Regions from separate parts of the Mus musculus genome. Here region 2 is linked to region 1. A link is a contact called in public HiChIP or PLAC-seq data. All regions are on one chromosome and are shown on one strand. Each heading gives the region's core, a stretch centred on a gene start, on an enhancer-like site or on the middle of the called end of the contact. The rest is flanking DNA. Distances are from core to core; before and after follow the strand shown. Region 1 holds the start of Gm30524 (a long non-coding RNA gene). Region 2 overlaps Pde3a (phosphodiesterase 3A, cGMP inhibited).

The links. HiChIP or PLAC-seq counts read pairs in DNA pulled down with a chosen protein or histone mark.
Region 2: an H3K4me3 HiChIP or PLAC-seq map of embryonic basal ganglia shows a contact between it and region 1, with 4 times the contacts expected there. The contact joins two enhancer-like sites. A contact is called at or near these places in 2 of 484 Hi-C or Micro-C datasets (cerebellar granule neurons and cochlea) and 2 of 115 datasets of contacts at active chromatin or transcription factors (embryonic basal ganglia and oligodendrocyte precursor cells).

Annotation. Positions count from the first base shown.
Region 1 is chr6:140,948,973-140,955,832 of GRCm38.p6, forward strand. Gm30524 (a long non-coding RNA gene) reads left to right here and starts at 6,661. Exons shown (of 4, transcript XR_869563.2): 1 at 6,661-6,792. Within about 2 kb of position 1,684, at least 2 of the 459 cell types and tissues checked have an H3K27ac peak or open chromatin away from gene starts, as enhancers often do. A contact at or near this core is called in embryonic basal ganglia, where this site is marked.
Region 2 is chr6:141,430,057-141,437,222 of GRCm38.p6, forward strand. The region is part of intron 2 of Pde3a (phosphodiesterase 3A, cGMP inhibited); the gene reads left to right. Among named protein-coding and RNA genes, the nearest start is that of Slco1c1, 91 kb to the right of the region's middle. Within about 2 kb of position 4,570, at least 78 of the 459 cell types and tissues checked have an H3K27ac peak or open chromatin away from gene starts, as enhancers often do. A contact at or near this core is called in embryonic basal ganglia, where this site is marked.

The DNA.
Region 1 (6,860 bases), core at 434-2,933:
CAGAGGAGCAGAGAGCATGAAGGTTGAGAATGCTACTTTGTATCTGTCCTAATTGACCTCAGAATTACAGAGAGGAAAAGGACAATAAAAATGGTTACCGCAATTAAGCCAAGACCGGGAGTTCATTTCACCACATGCAGAGTGGCTGGCATTAAAATGAAGTATAAAAAAGGATGCTGAGAATATGGGAAAAGGGAGCCTTACTCACTGCTGGTAGAAACGTAAACTTGTGAACCACTCTGTAAGTGAGTCCAGAGGCTCCTCAAAAGGCTAAAAATAAAATCACCACATGATCCATGTATACTTTTCCCATGTTGGAACAGCATAGAGACTCCTGCGTATCTGCGTTATTGCTGTACTCTTCCAATAGCTAAATTATAGAAGTAGCTTGGGTGCCTGTCTTAGTCAGGGTTTGTATTCCTGCACAAAACACTATGAACAAGAAGCAAGTTGGGGAGGAAAGGGTTTATTCAGCTTACACTTCCACATTGCTGGTCATTACCAAAGGAAGTCAGGACTGGAACTCAGACAGGGCAGGAACTTGGAGGCAGGAGCTGATGCAGAGGCCTTGGAGGGTGCTGCTTACTGGCTTGCTTCCCCTGGCTTGCTCAGCTTGCTGTCTTATAGAACCCAAGACTACTAGCCCAGGGATGGCACCACCCACATTGGGCTGGGCCCTTCCCCCTTGATCACTCATTGAGGAAATGCCTTACAGCTGGATTTCATGGAGGCATTTCCTCAAGGGAGGCTCCTGTCTCTGTGATAACTCCAGCTTATGTCAAGTTGACACACAAACCCAGCCAGTACAATGTCCATCAAGAAAAGAGTGGATGATAGTGTATGTGCACACAATGGAGTTTCATTCAGCTATAAATAATTGGATCATATCACTTTCTGGAAAACAGACACCACCAGCTTTCAAACATTTTAAGCAAAACAAGGCAGATTAAAGACAGACAAATATTGCATGTATAAAATTGTACATGTGTATAAAAATCCCAAAGTAGAAAGAGAGAATGCTGAGTTTATGAATGTAAGTAATGAGGGTAGGGAGTGGAAAGAAAGGGGGCGTGCACTGAAGTATATGGTAAGCTTTATGAAAATGTGTTTGTAAGACCTGTACTTATGTACAGTGACTACATATCCATAAAAATTCTAAAAAAAGAATCACATGTGTTAAAATAAAACAATGTTTTTCCCATTGAATGGACGTGGATCTCATTTTTTTTTTGGGGTAAGGATACAACAGAAATTTCACTATTAAGATAGCCCAGATGTGATATCTGACTTAAACTGCAGGTGCACTAATTAAAAATTATTAAATCTCTCTAGTATGTCAGCAAAAATCTCAGCCACTTGGGGAATACTTAACATTTTAGAAAGTGTCAGTAATGGGTTCTCTCCTGGGGTGTCAGCATATGAGGGTGAATTTATTCAAGATTCTGAACGTAAATGGTATTTCCATAAAGGGAGAGACTTTTAGAATTAATAACAAACATAATGTCCTTAGGCAAATGCAAATTTTCATTTTCAAGTAGGCATATGGAAAGTTCTCTAGTAAGGAGCAGGCATGAAATCTCAACCAGGAAAGGGTTACTGACAGTGATGCTTGGCACTGAAGCGTACTCTATTTTCTAGAATCCACACAAGCAGTTTATAAATGCTACCGCAGCACATTAAATGTTATTATACTGATTATTATCACATGGTTAATTATGCCTAATGCAGAGCGGGATTTCACGCAACTGATTATAATTGGATGTATTCGGCTGCAGTTGGAATTTGTAATGGTGCAGGGTTTATATTTTCACTGGGCGTGTGAAAGTAGAGGCTGAGGTAATGAGTTTATAGCAATAATTAGGTCAGGGATTTACTGTTAAGTACATTGCTACAGTTAAGCAATTTCATAAATATGTCTCTCTCTCTCTCCCTCTCCCCCTTCTCTCTCTCTCTCTCTCTCTCTCTCTCTCTCTCTCTCTATATATATATATATATATATATGTACACATATATACACATACATGCATACATATATATAGATATATACATATACATGTATATATATCTCACACTAAAAATATACATACTTTAAGATTTCCATTATGGGAATGTTGTAAAATGTGTTTTGTGTTTTGACCATGTTCCCTGGCCCACTAGCTCTTCCCTGACCTATCTTTCTTGCCCATCCACCCAAATTTATGTCCTTCACAAAAACTAACCCATCAAGAGTAATTTTTCCTTCTTAAATATTCTGGGATATGTGGCCTCCCCTGGGGCATGGTCAGCTTACCAGGTCAGCTAACCCTCTTAGAGAAAAGCATCGTTACCATCCCAGCAGCAAACCGTCAATATTTAAACAGCTAGAGATGGGCTTTGGTGTTGACTCCCTTCTGGTGCACACTCTCACAACCAATGTGAGGTCATGTGTGCAGTTTCCCCACCATGTCTAGAACACACCGTTTCTTCATCTATTTTCCCGTGGGCCTTATATTCTTTCTACCGCGTCTTCTACAATGATCCCTGTGGAGGAGACTATCCATATTTTCACCATATGCAACATATAAATGATATGTTCTATTCAGAATTTAGCAATCTATTCTCTTATTTCCTGTACCTTGTCTAGTTGTGGATCTCTGTGGTAATCCTCGTGTATTTTAGATGGGAGCTTCTCTAATGAGGATTAAGAGAGAATTAGTTTATGGGTGTAATGATGTCATCTGGAGTCCCTTTAAGATATCAGTTTAGCAGAATAATGGTAGGGTTTTTTCCCTCCTAGGGGCTATAACCTGTTTAGCCATAGGTTCTTGGTCTAATAATGGCTCCAGGCATGGGTTTTATCTCTTGGAGTGGGGCTTAAATGTAATCAGAAAGTACTGGTTACATCCATTACATTTGGGCCACTATAGCACCAGTGACCACAGCCCCCCAGGCAGCCATTATTGTAGCTGGCACTGATCAGAGCTGAGCAAGACTGATGGTTCCCTTACTCCTTCTGTATGTCTGCAGGAGACACAACCAAACACTATTTAGTGGCTGGGACAAGTTGATTTTTACTTTTGCTTCCTTTTTGGTTATTTTTAAATTGTCCTGAAGGCAGAACAGACTTCTGTGTTCAAATTTTCAGGACCCACTGAAATCATTGGTCAATGATTAGCATCTGTGCAAACCAAGTCTAGGTGTGTGCAGTAGCTGGAAGGTTACAGAACAGGACATCTAACGTTTCCTTGTATAGCATAGTAAATGCTCTTTAAAGGAAGTCTGCACACCACTCGCCCTTTAGTTCTTCAAATGGTAAAAAATAAAGAACTGATAAAATATTTCTCGGCAGAACACATTATTTGTGGTGTGACAAGGTTATTTGTAACGGCCATGACTTAACCTCAAACTCAATCAGTGTATGACTGAAAAGTCTTAATTTTGTATCAAGATGTAGATAAAATGACTTTAGGTTTCTCCCAAGCTTAAAACTACTCAAATAGTGTTAAAAATAGTTAGAGTGAGTTGCTTGCTGTCAGGCCAAAGGTGGCTACAGAAGACTCCTAGCTTTGTGGTATCCTCCTCCTGCTTCTGGGCTATGGGAAGACTCAGGTTCTGTAGCAGTTGCTCTACAATATGACAGTAAGATGTGGGGAGCTGAGATTGGAGGGCTTCTAGGATGGCAGTTGGGTCTGAAAAACTGAGGGAGAGAAAGCAGGGCTACCCAATGAGGGAGAGCTGGGGTCATGGCACTGCACACACATAGTCCAGAGGAGTCGAGACAATGGAGGTCCCACTGTGTGAGGAGAACTAAAGATTAACATTTAAGAGTGGACATGAAGTTTTGTTTCTGAACCTCAAGCCGAAATGTAGGGGTGAAAGTAATGAGACATTCACAGTATTTAAGTTAAATCCAAAAATTATCCCCTGCCCATATACACACCTACTTTGTGACAGTTAGGTTACTTGCATGATAGTTAATGAGCCCCTGAACATCCCAAATGTGAAAACAAAAGTGGCTGCCCAAATCATCCAGGAATAATATGTAGAGGGAAGTTTTGTGTCCCAGGAGCAAAGCTGCCCAAGTCCTTAGCTTTCTGATACTGCAGGTTCTCTAGGCATTTCTGAAGCAGAGGGTATTGGATGCCCTGTTCAGCAGCACATACAAGCACCCTGAGGTTAATGAATGTGGAAAAAAAACCCAACAACATGAATTCTGAGCTATGCAAGGCCAAAATACAACAAAGGCTGGAAATTTTTAGTATTCAAATTCTCTGTTTCTCAGATGTTGATAGAATACAGAAATTTGCTGGCAAATAATTGTACTTACAATTTAATACTTAATAGAATTTAGCAGGAATTGTAAAACATAGGAGAAGAAATGAAACTGAAAGATGTCAGAATACTGATGAATTTTAATGACATGTTATTAGCATATGCATAAAATTTGAATGTTAAATATGGCAAATTGATTGAGCTGAGACCAGCTTCCAAAGGAAGAAAACACTATGCCCTCTTTCTCTTTTTTAGTTGGCATCTGTTATGTGGTAGGAATTCTGAGAAAAAGAGAGAGGCTGAGTTTGTAATCATTTGTATGAAGAAAAACTCCTCTGGGGACCATGGAGAGGGGTTGGGAAGGTTGGCTCTAACTTGGTGGGCATGCATAGATTTTTAAGAACAAGAGAGTAAAGCCAATTCCTGGCTGGTACAAGCTGGGTAGCCAGGGTGTGGGAGTGCAGAAGAATCTCCTATATAGCCAAAGGACACATGGAAAGCCAGCAAGACAAGAACCATCCAATTCAAGGACAGGGACATAGTTCAGAGCTAAGATGCTTGCCTGATACCCTATCTCCTTTTCTTCTTTCTATGACAGAATGCCTGACAGGAACAGTTTAAGGAAGGAAGGAATTTTTGGGGCTCTTGATTTGAAGGGATATTGTCAGTTAGGGTTTAGGGAAGCCATGTGGCAGAGTTGGCTCTCAGTCAGTGACCAAGTAGAGTGTGACTCACGGTGAGTGTGACTCACACCTTGGTAGGACCAGGAAGCTCAACTGGCTCTGTTTTTATCCCTTTTATCCAGTGAGGAACCCTAGCAGATGAGATGTGTCATCCATATTCCTCCCTCAGATAATCTATTCAGGAATTGCTTCACATACCCACACAAAAAGATGCCTCATTAATGACCCAGGAACTTATTAATCCAATCAAGCTGACAAAATTCACCATCACACCTAGCAAGCACGGAGCCCTGAGTTCCATCCCTGTACTACAAAATAACATTAAAAATAAACAACAGCAATAATTGTTATAATGATAATAGAATAATACAAGAGAAAGACATTAAAGTCCTGTATCCCAGACAATGTTGAGGAGGAGCTGCCTGCTGACGTAATTTCAGGGAGAACTGGCAAAGCAGCACGGATTACAGCAAAATTACAAGGACATGTCGGCAGCTAGACTAAGTCTTCGGTCTCTTTATCATCTGCTGAGGATCAGAGGGCCCCAGAAGAAAGGAAGCCAGGGACCCGCAGTTAGTTGATGGTCTGTTGGCAGTTTCTGGGTGGTGTGTCTGCTTGCCTGTGTGCATATGTGCATGTGTGCATTTAGTGAGATATTTTTATCCTTTGGGAAATAGCCTAAAGAGTTAACTGTGTCAGAACAAACAGAATCTCTTGAACCTCTGCCCTTCAGACAGAGCCCTTACTTCTCTTAGCATCCAGGCATCTCTGAGCACCTCTAGGCTCTCTTTGTTCCCCATCCCTATTCCTGTCACAAGCTCATTGTTCATCCAACCCTTCTGGTCCTGGTTGATGCAGGCTGCACCATCCCTCTACTGGATCCTGCCATGGCTCCTCTTACCTTGATCTCCATTGTAGAGACAAAGTCGTTTTTATTTTTTTTATTTTTTATTTTTTAAATCCTAGATCTCAATGTAATGCATCATTGTCTTTCTTTTTCCTGTAAGGGTAGATTAAACTTATTACTATATATCGTGGTAAATATTATTTGGGGATTCTATCCAACCTTAGATCATTTAGTTCCGAAATAAGAGACACAAAGCCTTTATATTTATAATAAGCCTAAAGCACTAGAGCTGGGCAGATATCAACTCTCTATGCTAATTTGTCTATTTTCCTATCAGTAACCCTGAGATATCACTTGCCATGTTCCATCTGGGCCACGTCTACTCTAAAAGCTGGTCCTCATGACTATGAGTTCAGGACTCATCTGTCCCATGGTGTCTTCTTTCTTCTTCTCTCTTCTTGTGGCCTCTATCTCAGACCCCAAGCCCTTGAACCAAATTTATTGACCAGTCAGGGATAACTTGAGGGGCAAGGTTACATAACATCTCTTGGTGTACTTGAAGATCTTCTCTTGGGGGGAGCAAACAGATCTTAGGGGCCAGTATTTAGCATTATAATACATAGTGACAGACTCAACAACTATGGCTGATGGGATGAATTGTGGTCTGGCTTCTCCATCTAATTCTTTAAATCCTCCCCTCCCCTCCCCTCCCCTCCCCTCCCCTCCCCTCCCCTCCCCTCCCCTCCCCTCCCCTCCCCTCCCCTCCCCTCCCCTCCCCTCTTTTCTCCTCTCCCCTCCTCTCTTCTGCCCTCTCCTCCCCTTCCCTCTCCTCTTGTCCTCTCTCCTCCTCTCTTCTCCTTTCCTTTCTTTTCTTGAGACGGGGACTCACGTATCACAGGCTGGCCTCAAACTCTATCTCAGTGGAAGAGAATATGACGCTATGCTCAGTCTCATTAGTTCCTAATGGGATGTGACAACGCATTTGCCATGTGTGGTCAGAGTTCCTTCCTGGTAAGTTGGTTTTAATATAAATTTATGTGGCTCATATACTATATAAGCCATTCTCTATGATGTCTCTG
Region 2 (7,166 bases), core at 3,320-5,819, 480 kb after region 1:
TCTGTGTCACACCAGGAGGCTGATATTTTTAGAGCAACACATTTGAGATCATAGACATTTGGGTTTTCTCATCTTACTTTTGTGGATCTGTAGGGAGAAATATTTGTTTTGGTGTGACTCTCAACTGTATACAAAAAATAATTACACTGAAGCTATAAAAATGGCTCAGTGATTAAGAGTTCTGGCTGTCCTTATAAAGGGCAAGGCCTCAGTTCCTAGCATCAAGTCTATGGCTCACAACTATCCATTAACTACAATTCAGAGGATCCAGTGCCCTCTTCTGACCACCAGGGGCACTGCAGGCATATGCTGCGCAAGCATACATTCAGACAGACATATACATATAAAATTAAAATGGATCTTTTATAAAGGCAATTGTGTTATTGTAGAGAAATTTATGGTATAATATAGAGATAGAAGACCAAAATGATCTGTATTTGAAATGATATTCCTCCCATAGTCTTTTCTGTATGGATGAAAAAGCTAATTTTAGAAATCATTAAAACTCAATTCTTCTTGTAATAAAGTATCTTGTAATATTGTCATCTAGAACTTTGGAATTCTGTACAGCAGTTTAGGAACTTTATACTTAATCCCTGATCCTTCCATTTTTCCTTCCCCTCATTGTCTTAAAACCTGTTTTCATAGGTTTACAAATATTCCTGAACAAACATTCTAACTAAATCAGAATCCTGGTATTACTAGCATCCCCTCTGACTCCTGCTTTGCCTCATTCACAGGATAAGAGCAACCTACATTATCAGCTTCATTTTAAAATCATTTAAAGATCCCACTGATGCTATAGCTTCAATAAATATGTACTTTGAATTTAAATTCTGTGAGGTCTGGGCCTATAATTTTTTCAGTCTTTTCAGGCTGTGCCTAAGGACTGACTTTCTTGGACTGCCTTACCTCCTGCTCATGATTTCATTAGAAATGGGAGTTATCTCTTTAAATTTAATTTTAGTAGCAAGACAGAATAAAGGTTAATGGTTAAGGGCACAGGCTATAGATTCAGAAGCAGCTTGGAATCATATGCAGGCCCAATCACCCATTAGATGTGAGATTTTGGATAAGTTACTAAAACACTCTGAACTCATGTGACAACCCTGTTTAAGCTCAGCACCACCTAACCAGGGTAACCTGAGGATGGAGAGACATCCTGTGCAGGACGTCCGTACACTGGTCCCTGATGGAAAATAGACCCGAGGCTCTATAAATGCTAATTTCGACTTAATGTACCAGTAGTGTTGATTGCTTTTTCTTATTGACTGATGCAAATGTTTTGAGAAATTATCAATGTTCCTATAAAAAAATGGCTTTTGTTTCTAGAGCCTACAAGTTCTATAGAACCATAAATGGTGAAGGTATTTATTAATTATGCTAGGCAGAACAGGGGAGAGGTTTCATATCTGTGAATAACTATGAAGGCCAGGAGAAGACACATTGGTGAGGGAGAACTGGAGCTGGCTGGTGGGAGCAGGCCATGAGCCTAGTGCAGGGAATGCCTTTTAAAGACCCCAGCCTCCCAGGTCAAAGGGAGTAGGCTGTGTCCTGCAAATTCTTTGTTTTGAAAGAAAGACTCTGACAAGGGACCAGTTTGCTTTTGAGGAGTGTCTTAGTTTGGGTTTTACTGCTGTGAACAGACACCATGACCAAGGCAACTCTTTTAAGAGCAATATTTAATTGGGGCTGGCTTAATTGGTTCAGAGGTTCAGTCCATTATCATCAAGGCAAGACATGGCAGCATCCAGGCCGGCATGGTGCAGGCAGAGCTGAGAGTTCTACATCTTCATCTGAAGGCTGCTAGTGGAATACTGGCTTCCAGGCAGCTAGGATAAGGGTCTTAAGCCCACACCCACAATGACACAACTATCCCAACAAGGTCACACCTCCTAATAGTGCCACTCCTTGGACCAAGCTTATACAAACCTTCACAAGGAGCTTCAGACTTGCTACTGCCCTTTGCCAGAGACTTGGATCCTAGATTTTGTGGGTCTAGAAATGTATTCATTTGTGAGAGAATCAAACTCATAGAGATCAACTCTGAAGAGAATTGCCTAAGAGTAGAATTGCCTTCATTACCCTAAATTCTAGAATAGTCTTGCTAGGAAGCCACTTAAAGATTCTGATCGAGAGAAGGGATGGAGAGCTACAGATTTCTCGAATCTCTGGATTGTAGAGTTGTCCCAGTCATTATACAGGGTAGCTCATGGCAACACCCAGGATCACACATTAATCAGTGAATGTAAAACCTCCAGTACCTGTACCTGGAATTTAAGGTAATGCCTCTTGAGTCTCTGGGAAGTTTTAATCTCCATAAAATGCAGCAGCAGCCGCCTCTGCAGCAGCATCTGGCAATCAGAAGTGACTCCTGACCTTGAAAAGATTGTCACATATTGATTGTTCTGTGGCAGAACATTGTGTCCTTAAGCTAATATGGAACGTCAGACTCCTAGCTAAAATAATCACTTTTTAAAATGGGGACAATGGAATATAGCCGAGCGCCCCTGTTTTTCGTCTCCCCGAGCTGCTTCCCGGCACTCTAGAGGCGAGGCAGAACACAGAACCACACCTAGATATTCAGGAAGTCCTGCCTGTTGACCCTCGCTGCCTTCTGACTTTGCCTGCCGTTGCTTTCTTTAGTGATCATAGTTTGGCTGTGACCTTAGATCATGCTGGTTCCTTTCTGTTCCTCTGTTGACTTGAGGGGCCCTTCGTTCTTTCATTTCCTCCACAGACATGCATGACGTAACACACGCTAGGCACTGAGGGAGCACAAAAGCAACCAGTCCTGCCTTCCTAGAATCCAGAGTTCCATGTGATAACAGACATGTGCAGCAGCAGACATTAAATGAGTGCATGCATTCATTTAATGTATTTGCACCAGGCATTTGCAAAGGAGAGGGAATATACCAGCGAAGGCCTCCTTGAGAAACTGCTAAGCTGAACCTTCAGGAATGAGTAGGACGGAATGCACAAGATGTCTACTTAACAGGAGCAGCATGGTCTGAGGGCAACAGCAAGAAACGATGTGCTGAGAAGTCCAAGTCCCAAGGACTCTATGTACAAAGAGAGTGGATGAGGGTGAAGCACTCAGTCCTGGACATGTATATAGGATTGTCACTGTCCCTTTGAAAGCTAATGGGGAAGGCAAAATTGGAGAGAAGAATCATCGGGTTGGAGTACTTGATTCCTAATACCCATGTCAGGTGACTTACAACTGCCTGTATCTCCAGCTCCAGGGGATCTGATGCCCTCTTCTGGCCTCTGTGAGCACTGCACTCACACACACACACACACACACACACACACACACACACACACACACACACACACATGCGCACATGCACACATACACATGAGGCAGGGGTGGGGAGTGAATTGAAACTAAATCTTTTTTTAAAAAAATCTAAGAAAGCTAACAAGCATTTCCATGAACCCCGTTACTGTTCCTACTTCATCAGCCTCCCTCGTGTGTTCTTTACTGTTGTCTCTCTTACTGAGACCACAAGAACGTCCTTCGATGAGTTAGAATAAGATGAGTTTATTAAATTAGGTGGCGCTGCTGAAGAAGATGAGCACTGATGTGACATCTTTAAAAAGCAGACGGATCCACGGGAAGCATTCTGAAAAGAATGGTGACGTCTGACTTCAGCGTTAGAAGTTCAGGAGTTTTTACAGGTAATTATAAAAGCTTAGTGAAGGCAGAGTGCGACACTGCAGCATTGCCTCGTCCTTCTGGGCCATACAAACTATGACTTTTTGCAAATTAGTTTCTAGATTTGCATTGGGTGTGGTCTCTTCTACTCTTACCAATATTTACTTGGTCTCTTTGATTTTTATCCAGTAATGTAAAAAAAAAAATAATGTTTTTTTAAAATTTTTTCACAGAGCATGTCTAAAACAAAATACCATTAACACTGAAACACAGACCTGTCCATCTGCATTTCTAAGGAACTACCTGGGAAAGCATGTGTGGTGCATAAGTTTCAAGCCAACATAGTCAGCCTGGGGCTGCAGGCTTGTTCTGGGCTGGCCTGGTGCTGGCTGTTTACAATGATCAAAGAGAGAACGGGTTGAACCAGAAGTTAGATTAATAGTTTTCTTTTACACCCCTGACCTCACAGCCTATACACTCTGGATCCTCATACACAAATAGAAAAGGCTTTAAATTGTCTTGTCCGAGTAATAATTTCTCTACTTGCTAACTGGATTTTGAGAACTGAGGGCAAACACCAGTGAGACTATCACGCTCTACCTCCTCCCTAAAATGCAACAGACAAGAAATAAAGGGGGGAAAAATCTTTTTCCAAATGTTGCTCTGCCCCTGTCCTCAGCTCAAGAGCTGAGGTTTTTGCCGGGGAGGAGGGGAGAGCGGGATTGTGTAGGGGAGGGAATGATGAAGAAGCCAGTGGGGGCAGTTGTTTTTCTGTGCCTGCTGACGTCAACGAAATTGCCAGATGGCATTTGAATGCTTTGCAAAAAGACAGGAGCCTTTTATTGCAGCTGTCGCGGGTCTGTCATTGGTTTTGCGTTCCCAGAAGTGGTCTGATGCTTTCTCTCACTGTGGGAGCAATGAGGGCTCTGTACCTTTCCAGACCTAGAGGGCTCTTTTGTAGGGTGTCCTTACACTGCTCTAATAAAGGACATGTGCTCTGGGACATTATGCTTTACTGTCAGTTCCTGTGGGCCATGAACTGCTCAGCTCTAGTCAGGGTCAGAGCTTGATCATTCAGAAAGTATATTTTTTCCAGAATGGTTTCTGTGGATGCTGGCAGCCTTGGGCACACACTTGGTAGCACCTGAAGGGTCTTAGGTCACCTTTTTAGCAACTGACCCCTCATTGACCTCTCAAGATGGGCCGATCTATCTTCAAAGCTCACCCCATGCCACTGGCTGAATTTATGTAGCTTATTCTCATGTCTGGAATTTGTCAAGCTTTTAATTCACTTGGTTATCAAGAGTGTTTGTTTGATTTCGTTTCTGCTTGGGGTAGGGCTTGGCAGCGGGATTTATTTTAATAATGTACTGCTTTCTGGGACAGTTAATTGGATAAATCGGTTTCCAGGTCCAGTTAGAAATTGGAAAGCAGTACAAAGTTTGTATGTTAGAAAAGCCTTCTGTCATGTAACTGTGTGACGGTAACACATATTTTTCATAGTAAAGAGTTTGGGATATGCATCCTGGCCTAAGCTGCATTCCCGGTTTCTTTCTTTCCTCTAAGCTGCTACCTGATGTCAATCATGTGTGGCAGTCTCAGGCACAAGCTGTGGTGGTAGTCCTGAAATCTGTGGTGCGTATGCTGAAGAAACAAGAGCCATGAAGACAAAGGATACTGAGGGGCTGAAGGACAAAGAGGTTTTAAAGTTGTGACATGTGTTTAAGGAGTTTGATGACTCAGTTGGCACAGTGCCTGCTTTGCAAGCAGGAGAACATAATTTTGACCCCCCCCAGAAGCCACCTTTATAAAAAGATCTAAGGACATTATGCTTCTAATCGCAATGCTGGGTGCAGGAGGGGCAGAGACAGGCATAACCCTGGGGTTCATTGGCTAGCCATTGTACATGACCAGTGATCTCCAAGCCAATGAGAGACCCTATCTCAAAAACAAGATTAATAGCTTCTGAAGAATGCCCATTGGTGTGTGACATTTCATAAGCGCATACACGCACCCCCCCAACACACACACCTATAACATGATGTACTGCCTTGTCATGATGGGGTAGACAGTTGTAATAGCCCCTTACAGTGGCAATAATTATCTCTTTGCAGTGTAAGAAAATCACATGCTGTTGTGTTAGTGGAGGAACCACTGTCATGAGTGATGGGCTATTCTGAACAGACATGAAGACAGCTGCCCTTACTACCTAGTCTTGTTCTAGACACACAAAGGCTCCATCATAGACTTTATGTAATTCACACTGGTCTGGAATTCATTATGTAGAACAGGGTGTCCTACAACTCATGGTAATCCTCCTGTCTCAGCTTCCCCAGTGTTGTAATTATACAAATGAACCACCATGTTTGACATATTTCACTCTTTATGGAATATAGTGCCATGACAACAAATTGCAGAATCAGTTGTCAAGCTGACTTAAAGACAAACTGCCACTTGATTTTTTTTTTTACCTTACCGTCCTGCCTTGTATTTTAAGCAGGAGCAGTTAGAGTATTGTCTAGGGGCAGGAATCTCAGTACTTAATGACATGCTGCAAAGCACATCCCATTCTTGCAAGGGCTTCAGCAGAAGGCTGAAAGTGACATGAAGGCACAATTTTCCAGAATCAATGGAATTTGGTGGAGTCAGGAGGAATGGAGAGTGGTAGACTACACCAGGCTAACCCTTTGAATCCAGCTAAGGTGCCAATAGCCTTGCTAATCTCCTCAGGTTCACTCAGAGGATTACAACTTCAGCATTTCGACTCACCTCATGAGAGATTTCCTGCTAAACCAGAATACCAGTTCTGACTCATTTTTTTCTAAGAGAGTCACTGCCAGATAGACAGTAAAACACTCATTGGTGGCTCTCCAGTATTTTGTGTAGAAAACTCTGTCGTAACCAACACACGTGTCAATAAATAAATGCATTTATTATCTCTGTAATTTTTAAGTTAAAAAAAATCAATTGGTATGTTATCTGTCTATACAGTACACAGTGATTAGGTCAGAGCTGTCAATATGTCTATTACCTCGAGCATTTATCATTGATTGATGGAGGAGAGATTGAAAATCCTCTTTTTTAGCCACTTTTTTTTCCATTTTTTCCATTTTTTATTAGGTATTTAGCTCATTTACATTTCCAATGCTATACCAAAAGTCCCCCATACCCACCCACCCCCACCCCCCTACCCACCCACTCCCCCTTTTTGGCCCTGGCATTCCCCTGTACTGGGGCATATAAACTTTGCGTGTCCAATGGGCCTCTCTTTCCAGTGATGGCCGACTAGGCCATCTTTTGATACATATGCAGCTAGAGTCAAGAGCTCCGGGGTAATGGTTAGTTCATAATGTTGTTCCACCTATAGGGTTGCAGATCCCTTTAGCTCCTTGGGTACTTTCTCTAGCTCCTCCATTGGGAGCCCTGTGATCCATCCATTAGCTGACTGTGAGCATCCACTTCTGTGTTTTTTAGCCACTTTTAAATGCCCAATCAGGTGTTGTAA